Linked DNA regions of Mus musculus: regions 1 and 2 are each linked to region 3. The links are chromatin contacts, called in public ChIA-PET maps. All regions are on one chromosome and are shown on one strand. Each heading gives the region's core, a stretch centred on a gene start, on an enhancer-like site or on the middle of the called end of the contact. The rest is flanking DNA. Distances are from core to core; before and after follow the strand shown. Region 1 has its middle 20 kb from the start of Gm38673. Region 2 has its middle 41 kb from the start of Gm39667. Region 3 holds the start of Fam124b (family with sequence similarity 124, member B).

Region 1 (2,700 bases), core at 157-2,656, 190 kb after region 3:
TGAAAACCAAAAAGGACAACAAATACTTAAAATGTATAAGATGTGGACATTTAAGGAGGTTTTACAGATGGATGAAGAAGCAGTGGGCAAGAAAACAGACTGGGTAGGGAAGGGTAGCTTCCGTTCTACTTAAACCTACAGCAGTGTAATGCAGGGCCAGTTAATATCTCTGAGCACCAAAGTCATCATTTGTAAAATGAGTGGACACATTGCTTAGTCGTTGTCTGGAACTCGCACATACCAAAGATACACCTACATTAAATGATACCAGGAGAGGCACCGGGTGGTTCCTGGCACATGGGAAGGGCTCAGGGGATGTGAGTCCTTGTAATATTTGCAGAGGCTAGTGGTGGAATTCTAGACTGGGCATGGATCTGCAACTAAATCTCAGATAAGCATCTTAAAACTTGGAGGTTCAATTCTGTTTTTATCAAGGAGAATTAAGTTCCTTGGAAAATGATTTGGGGGAGTTTAATTCCTTTTTTTAAAAAAAATTATTATTTTCTTTATTTACATTTCAAACGTTATCCCTTTTCCTAGTTTCCCCTCCGAAAATTCCCCATCCTCTTCCCCTTCCCCTGCTCCCCAACCCACCCACTTCCACTCCTGCCCCTGGCATTCCCCTATATTGGGGCATAGAGCCTTCACAGGACCAAGGGCCTCTCCTCCCATTGATGACCGACTAGGCCATCCTCTGCTACACATGCAGCTAGAGTACCATGTGTTTTCTTTGGTTGATGGTTTAGTCCCAGGGAGCTCTGGGGGTACTGGTTAGTTCATATTGTTGGTTCTCCTATGGGGCTGCAAACCCCTTCAGCTCCTTGGGTACTTTCTCTAGGTCCTTCATTAGGGACCCAGTGCTCTGTCCAATGGATGACTGTGAGCATCCACTTCTGTATTTGTCAGGCACTGGCAGAGCCTCTCAGCAGTTATATACTATATATATATATATATATATATAGTGCATTGTCACAGTACATGGCTAGCCAGCATTTCTTAGTTGACATATTGGTTACTAGTAACGATTTATTTATTTATTTTGTGCAGTAAAATCTATGTGTAAGAAAACAAAACCAAGTAAAAGCGAGGAAGATGGGACACATACTGAATTTCTATGTCCACATGGAATATTAAGAAATAAAGTAGCATGCGAAAGATGGCCTGGTTCAGTACACAGGTGGATGGTACTTCACTGGATCACTACATCAATGAAGGGAGAGGATGGTTTGAGAAGTGAAAAACGAGTTCTTGATGTGCCACAGGGAGCTTGGAAGCCTTAGTGACTTTTCCTGTTTTGTGGTCCTCACAGGGGATCTTGCCTAGTTTGAAACTGAGTGAGCCCTCCAGCCCCTGCCTCTGGAGCCAGAGCCTATGAAAATTAGGAAGGATCGCCCTCTAGAGGTCACATTAACAGCATCATTGTGAACCCAGGAGGATGTGGGCAAGATGCCAATCTCCTTCATGAGGACCTTGCAACTGAAAGCAACTTGCTAATTTGAGAGGCCACGAATTCAAGGTTTGCAAAGGGTGGAAGGCTTTACCACGTGGGGCTAATTAGCACAATTTAGGTAATTAGACAATCCAGTTTGCCTCCCTTCTGAGGCTTTCTCATCACACTAATTGAATAAAGCAGTGGATCTTTAATGACAAATCCCTTTCATAAGCAGGAAATTAAAAATCACTAAACAAAAGAAACAACAGTTAATTAGCAAGAGGTGGCACATTTCTTCGACTCTGTCATGGCGACAAGAGTAACTATTTAAACATCATCTTTATAATTCGGTTCATTTGTCAAGACTAGAATGTATGGAAATATCAGGGCCACTAAATTTTGCTTAGATTTCTACCTTATACTATTTGTCCAGGAATGTGCTACAATTAATAAACTATATGACTAAAGGTGTGAAAGATAAGTCTAGAGGGATTTAGACAGAGACCTGTATCTTTTTGAAGATTTAATAAACATTTGCGAAGAAGGCCTAACTAAGCAGGGTAAACACAACATCCAAATCTAAACAAAATGTCTTCGCTCAAAATAGCTCTCATTATGAAACACACATACACATCAAAGATACATATCCACTTTGACCAGACAGATTCTAGTGTATTCATGTTAGCATTTATGGCACAAGCTACAGACACTCGCTTTTAGAGTCATATGATTTACGTCCATAATAGCAAGCTTCTGGTGATGCTGTTCTGTCGTCTCTAAGGCTAAACAAAGCCCTAACAACTTAGAAATGGGTACATGGTAGGACTCTGTAGGCAATAACACTCAGTTCTCTGTTACTATTAGCATGTGGGAAAACTGCATTCAAAAGGAGAAAAAAAAAAACCCCACATTTGTTTTAAGATGCCATACTTCTGAATGGTTTTTTTTTTTTTTTTTTTTTTTTTTTTTTTTTGGTAAGTCGTTCAAAGTGAGCTGAAGATGAATTGCTGATTGAGCCCTGGCTGCAATTCTTCCCAGACCATAAATTCTCCCAGTCAGGCACAAAATCAGTAAACAAGACTTATAGCATCGGGGAAGTGCAAAGCAGAGAGCTTCAAGGCAGGATGTGGAATTGACTTGTAAGATGAAGCCCTTAGATACAGACCTACACGACCAGAAAAAAAAAAAAAAAGTCTTTTTTTGACAAAGCACAGAAACATTGGGCTACTGATTTAACCTGAACAAGATGTATGGAAAAGTCTTATCGA
Region 2 (2,700 bases), core at 135-2,634, 170 kb after region 3:
GACAACCAGGAATAGCCACTACAGGCCACTTTGAAGAACTGGAGAACAACAGGACCTGGGGCTCTGGGGTTTTCTGAAGTTATATGTTTCTGTTTCTAGTATGTATTAGTGTTCATATCCATAGGACATTTACATGTTATACACACACACACACACACACACACACACACACCCCTAAACAGATATAAGAAATTGGCTCATGTGGTTAACGAAGCTGACAAGTTCTGGGGTCTGCTGGGAAAGTCGGCACACTGGAGACCGGGTAGAGCTGATACAGTCTTTATGCTGAGAACAGTAGACTAGAAACCCAAGTGAGTCAATGTTTTGGATGTCGATGCTCCAGTTAAGAGTCTATGGAGGAAGAATTCTTTCTTACCCCAAGGAGGGTCAGTCAGCCATTTGCTGGGGTTGCAATGCTTTTATTTGTACACACAACAGACTAAACTTTTTTGTTTTCTAAGAAAATAGAGATCTTACTAATGTAAGTAACTGCATAAACAAAAATATTCAGCTTTCTTAAGAAAAAAAAAACTTAGTCATCTGCTGTTTGCATGCAATGTCCTAATTACAAATTATTTTTAAAATCTCATTATAAAATGGAAAAAAAAGGAGCATTTTTCTAAAAGCATTATGTTATTTAGGCTGAGTCCCTTATGGTCACCAAAAGCTGAAAAAGGAAAAAGCTAGTTAAACAGTAGAAATGACTTAACAAATCTCTGGCTTCTAAAGGATGTTCTCTGAACTGCCCGTGGGCGTCCACTGTGTTCGGATCAAGCTTTCTAAACTTTCATGGAATGGAAGCAGGGCTTATTTAGGGGGAGCACACCATTTTGCAAAAGTGAATTGCGGTAGTGACAGAGTTTTTATTTGCAAGCGACTTCTTTCTTCCCTTGTAAAAAGATCTCATCTTTGATGTGTCTTTAAGAAAGTCAGAAAACACAGATGAACCTGAGAAAGCTAATACTGTCCACCACATCTAGGAGACACCTGACAGTCTTTCGATGATTTATCTTAAGAGGATCCTTGGTCCTGTGAAGGCTCTGTGCCCCAGCAGAGGAGAATGCCAGGGCCAGAAAGCAGGAAGGAGTCGGTGGGTTGGGGAACAGGGGGAGGGAGGAGGGGATAGGGGATTTTCGGAGGGGAAACTAGGAAAGGGGATAACATTTGAAATGTAAATAAAGAAAATATCTAATAAAAAGAAAAAAGAAGCTGGGCATGGTCGCGTATGCCTTTAATCCCAGCACTCAGGAGGTAGAGGCAGGCAGATTTCTGGGTAAAAAAAAAAAAAAAAAAAAAAAAAACGCAGGAAAAAAAAGTGTGAAAAAGTGTGGTTTTTCTTTTCCGTTGATTCTGCACAGGAAGCTCTGGTTCTCACACTTGCAAACAGTCATTTCCCTAACTGAGCTATGTCCAGCCCCCTGCTGTCTTTTAAATACCAGTTGTTAAGGAGCTGAATAGGGCAACCCTTAAGCACTAAAAAGAGAGATTTCTTTGTTTATGAAAAACAAATGAACAAAAACAATTATTATATTCTCAGGAAAATATCTCTAAACTGGAAACAAGTGACTCACAAATGATGACAAGAGTTAAATGTTTACATGTTATATTTGCGTTTTATAGCTAAAACTCTCTTTATGATGCACATGCCTATGGGTATGTTTTGAAGGTGTTGTAGCTAGTGTTGCCATCTCTGTTCAGAACCTTTTTGGCACCCTGTAGCAATTAGCAGCAATTTCATGGGTTCCTTCCCAGGTCCTGATAACTACCAATTGAATGTCTTTCTCTGGATACTGACCTATTCCTGCAGTTTATATAAGTGGTAGTACACAACCATGGCTTTTCTGCTCCAGCATGTCTCTCTTTAAAAAAAAAAATCTAATTTTTTTATTAGGTATTTTCTTCATTTACAAATGCTATCCCAAAAGTCCCCCATACGCCCCCCCCCCACTCCTCTACCCACCCACTCCCACTTCTTGGCCCTGGCGTTCCCCTGTACTGGGGCATATAAAGTTTGCTAGACCAAGGGGCCTCTCTTTCCAAAGATGGCCGACTAGGCAATCTTCTGCTACATATGCAGCTAGAGACACAAGCTCCGGGGGTACTGGTTAGTTCATATTGTTGTTCCTCCTATAGGGCTGCAGACCCCTTTAGCTCCTTGGGTACTTTCTCTAGCTCCTCCATTGGGGGCCCTGTGTTCCATCCAATAGCTGACTGTGAGCATCCAATTCTGTGTTTGCTAGGTCCCGGCATAGCCTCACAAGAGACAGCTATATCTGGGTCCTTTCAGCAAAATCTTGCTGGCGTATGCTATGGTGTCAGCGTTTGGAGGCTGATTATGGGATGGATCCCCAGGTGTGGCAGTCTCTAGATGGTCCATCCTTTCGTCTCAGCTCCAGCATGTCTCTTAGGGTAATGTTCTCATTTCATTTAGCCTGGCACACACCTTTAATCCCAGCACTCAGGAGGCAAAGGCAGGCAGATTTCTGAGTTCAAGGCCAGCCTGGTCTACAGAGTAAGCTCCAGGACAGCCAGGGCTATACAGAGAAATCCTGTCTTGGGGGGGGGGGGGGAGGGAAAGAAAAAGAAAAAAAAAAAATCAAGTTTCATCTATGTAGCAACAAATCAGCTCTCCCTTCCTTTTTATGTTTAGATAATATTCTGAAGTGTTACATTTTACTCATACATTCAGCAGTCGATTCT
Region 3 (2,700 bases), core at 56-2,555:
CTGAGACAATGGATGGATTATGGTTGGGACCACACCCTGACCAGGACTGCTTAGGCATATTTCTTGCCCTCTATTTAAACTTAAACTTCATGGGGGAGGGGAGTGGCGACAGGAGGGTGATTTCACTTGTTCAATGTAGCCACTTTGAATTCTTTCTCTGTCTTCCTCTACTATTCGTCATTTTAATTGGCCTGCTGTAGATGGACGGCCAAGTCTAGCTTGTTTGAGCTCCCAGGATCCTGGATCTGACCCTACTAAACCTGGTACACCCCAGAAATGAACGAAATGAAATACCTGCAGCAGAATCTTATTGCCATCATAGTCCTGAGTCTGCCACCTCGCGCTGCTGATGGGAACACACGGATTGGGTAGAAGAGGCACCAGCTGCCCAATCTCTTGAACCCTGAACTGCAGCACAGAAGACTCCTTGGGGTCTACTGACATTCCCAGGGGCAGCTGCTTCAGAGAGAGCTGCAGGCTGAAGCCCTCGGTGGCATAGAGGACAAAGAAACAGAAGTCGCTCTTTTGCACAGTGGCGTCTCTCTGTAGAAGCATCTCATAGAGTCTGATGGCATCTTCATAGTTATCAAAACTGCAGTACAGAGTCACCCTGAGGATATCAGTGCCACAATTCACTGGCCTCATGCCCCACACTGGCATCTGGTTGTGCAGACTGTAGAATTCCTGATTGGCAGGGAGATAAGAACAAGACCTCCCCTGTGCATGCTGGGTAGGGAAACCCTGCCAGGGTGAACGCCGTAGGAAGTCCAAGACTCGAAACAACCGTTCTTGTCCCAGGCTTTCCTGAAGGAAGAGCAAAACAGACATTCCTGGGAAGCGGGCCCTCCGCGGGTGGTACTTTTCATGGTAGTTCACTGGCCTGGCACGTTCAGACACCAGGAAGAGACGCACCTCTGGGCAGATACATTCTAGTAGTTGGTCCAGAGCCTGCTGCAGAAGCAAACCGTTCCCAGTGTCGGCAAGAAGATGCACAGTCAAGGCTAGAGGTTCCTGTATCTCATCCATGGCAGGCTATGTGAAGATTATGATGAAGGCCACCCGACAGGGCCCACAGCTCAGCCTTTTAGGAAGAACCAAGGCCTCACGCAGAGCCCTCAGCCTCTATAAAATCTTTAGCAACTTCTGAACCAAGTTCTTCACCAGATCACACATGCTCCTGGCTTCCTCCAGTGCTCCAGCGGGGAATGTCACTCAAGTGTGGAGTCGGCTACACACAACAGAGTCGCTCTATGTCATCCGGTCTGAGCAGATGTAACTATTTGCTTGGCTTTCTCGGGCATTCCCCAGGGTTTTGGTTTGACCTAAAAACCTATAATGCTGAGACCCACGCCCAGTGGGTGGTTCTTACATTCAACTCAATAGAGGAAATGATCGGCCGAAAGGAACAGGAGGCGGCTCTGTTGTGCTGATAGCAATCTGTGGCTCTGTTACACTGACTAGACATCCATTTGGTGGACCACAATGGGCTCTGACTTCCTACTTAAATATCCTGATGTTTACAGTGGCCTGCCAGGCCACCTGAATAGAATGTGTTCTTTAAAACAACTCCCCAGTCTTATCTGCATGCCAGCTACTTGCTTCTGATAATTTTATACTAAGTCACAAAGAAGAGATATTTTGTCTAAATAGTGTTGGCCTCACTGAAAAAAATGCCTGGTTGAATTTAGAGTAAACTGCCATTAAACATCCTATGAATTGATTTAATTAGCCAACAAGCCTACAAAGAAGAGGGTAATTATTCCCCAGTTGCTGACAAGAAACTGAGGCATAGAAAGAAAAAAAAAAAAATTAAGTAACTTTGCCAAACTCACACAGTGAAGTGGCTGAGGTCTTTGAACCCAAGATATCCAATGCTACCTCTCTGGAGCTGAGAAGGCCAGCCACGATTTCTTTTCTCTTATGATGAGGAAAAGCTGCCATGTCAACTTCCTGTTGACACACTCACCTGTGGATACAGGCTGTAGAACCTTAAATAGAAGGATACCCCACCGTTGATGTAATCACCTAATCTGTTCCTAAATTCTTTAATAGTCAAGCCTAGTTGCAAATACCTATAATCCCAGGATTCAGGAGGCTGAGACAGGGGGATCATTGTGAGTTCAAGGCTGGTTGGGCCCTGTAGAAGGCACTCTAGGCTATATATCAAATCTCTATTGCCACAAACAACAAAGAAAAAAATGCTATTCTGATAGTTGTGCTGTTGCTGGGCCCGGATATGCATCGATTTCTAAATGTGAGTTTGATTTAAAAGAAGCTATGAATGCTACAGAATATGTTGTGACTTTCTAATTAGTTCAAAACCAACTTCCTCTAACTTTAATACACATGAGAAAGTTATGATCTCGTGCTTTGATAATGGGCTGAGTACTCTAATTCTAAAGAGAGACGTCTTTGCCCCTCCATAGCTAAGAATGGAGCAGGGGAGGCAGTCCCAGGAAAGGAGCAGTAAGGAGTCTTCCAGCTGAGTCTGCAAATCTGCTGGCTACATCCATAGGTCTCTATACATTGTAAAACTCTCACAGGCACATGGGAGAAAAAAATAGACCCTTTCTTTCCTTGACTTGACCAAAGCATCCAGTCATCCACTTCTCTTTTCTAATTTCTGTTTCCGATTCTTTTGGACTGCAGAGAAGCTGAGGTGGAAGCTTATGGGCCTGGCCACTTAGTAACAGGAGAACA

The links. ChIA-PET counts read pairs in DNA pulled down with a chosen protein or histone mark.
Region 1: an RNA polymerase II ChIA-PET map of memory CD8 T cells shows a contact between it and region 3, with 1,327 read pairs. The contact joins the enhancer-like site here to the promoter of Fam124b in region 3. A contact is called at or near these places in 15 of 39 promoter capture datasets (the 3T3-L1 cell line, the C10 cell line, the HPC-7 cell line and 8 more), 8 of 484 Hi-C or Micro-C datasets (CD8 T cells, the N1E-115 cell line, bone marrow-derived macrophages and 5 more), 6 of 115 datasets of contacts at active chromatin or transcription factors (CD8 T cells, T-cell acute lymphoblastic leukemia, embryonic stem cells and 3 more) and 3 of 9 other capture datasets (adipose tissue, liver and pancreatic islet).
Region 2: a contact with region 3 is called in an RNA polymerase II ChIA-PET map of memory CD8 T cells, with 453 read pairs. The contact joins the enhancer-like site here to the promoter of Fam124b in region 3. A contact is called at or near these places in 12 of 39 promoter capture datasets (the 3T3-L1 cell line, 3T3-L1-derived adipocytes, the C10 cell line and 8 more), 1 of 115 datasets of contacts at active chromatin or transcription factors (memory CD8 T cells) and 3 of 9 other capture datasets (adipose tissue, liver and pancreatic islet).

What each region holds. Positions count from the first base shown.
Region 1 is chr1:80,407,320-80,410,019 of GRCm38.p6, forward strand. No RefSeq gene overlaps it. Among named protein-coding and RNA genes, the nearest start is that of Gm38673, 20 kb to the right of the region's middle. Within about 2 kb of position 1,407, at least 32 of the 459 cell types and tissues checked have an H3K27ac peak or open chromatin away from gene starts, as enhancers often do. A contact at or near this core is called in CD8 T cells, the N1E-115 cell line, T-cell acute lymphoblastic leukemia and 4 more, where this site is marked.
Region 2 is chr1:80,380,132-80,382,831 of GRCm38.p6, forward strand. No RefSeq gene overlaps it. Among named protein-coding and RNA genes, the nearest start is that of Gm39667, 41 kb to the left of the region's middle. Within about 2 kb of position 1,385, at least 27 of the 459 cell types and tissues checked have an H3K27ac peak or open chromatin away from gene starts, as enhancers often do. A contact at or near this core is called in memory CD8 T cells and pre-B cells, where this site is marked.
Region 3 is chr1:80,212,639-80,215,338 of GRCm38.p6, forward strand. Fam124b (family with sequence similarity 124, member B) reads right to left here and starts at 1,306. Exons shown (of 2, transcript NM_173425.3): 1 at 295-1,306. The coding sequence starts at 1,026. All of the region lies in intron 1 of 2310015K22Rik (a long non-coding RNA gene), which reads left to right. The region is part of intron 2 of LOC108167342 (a long non-coding RNA gene); the gene reads right to left.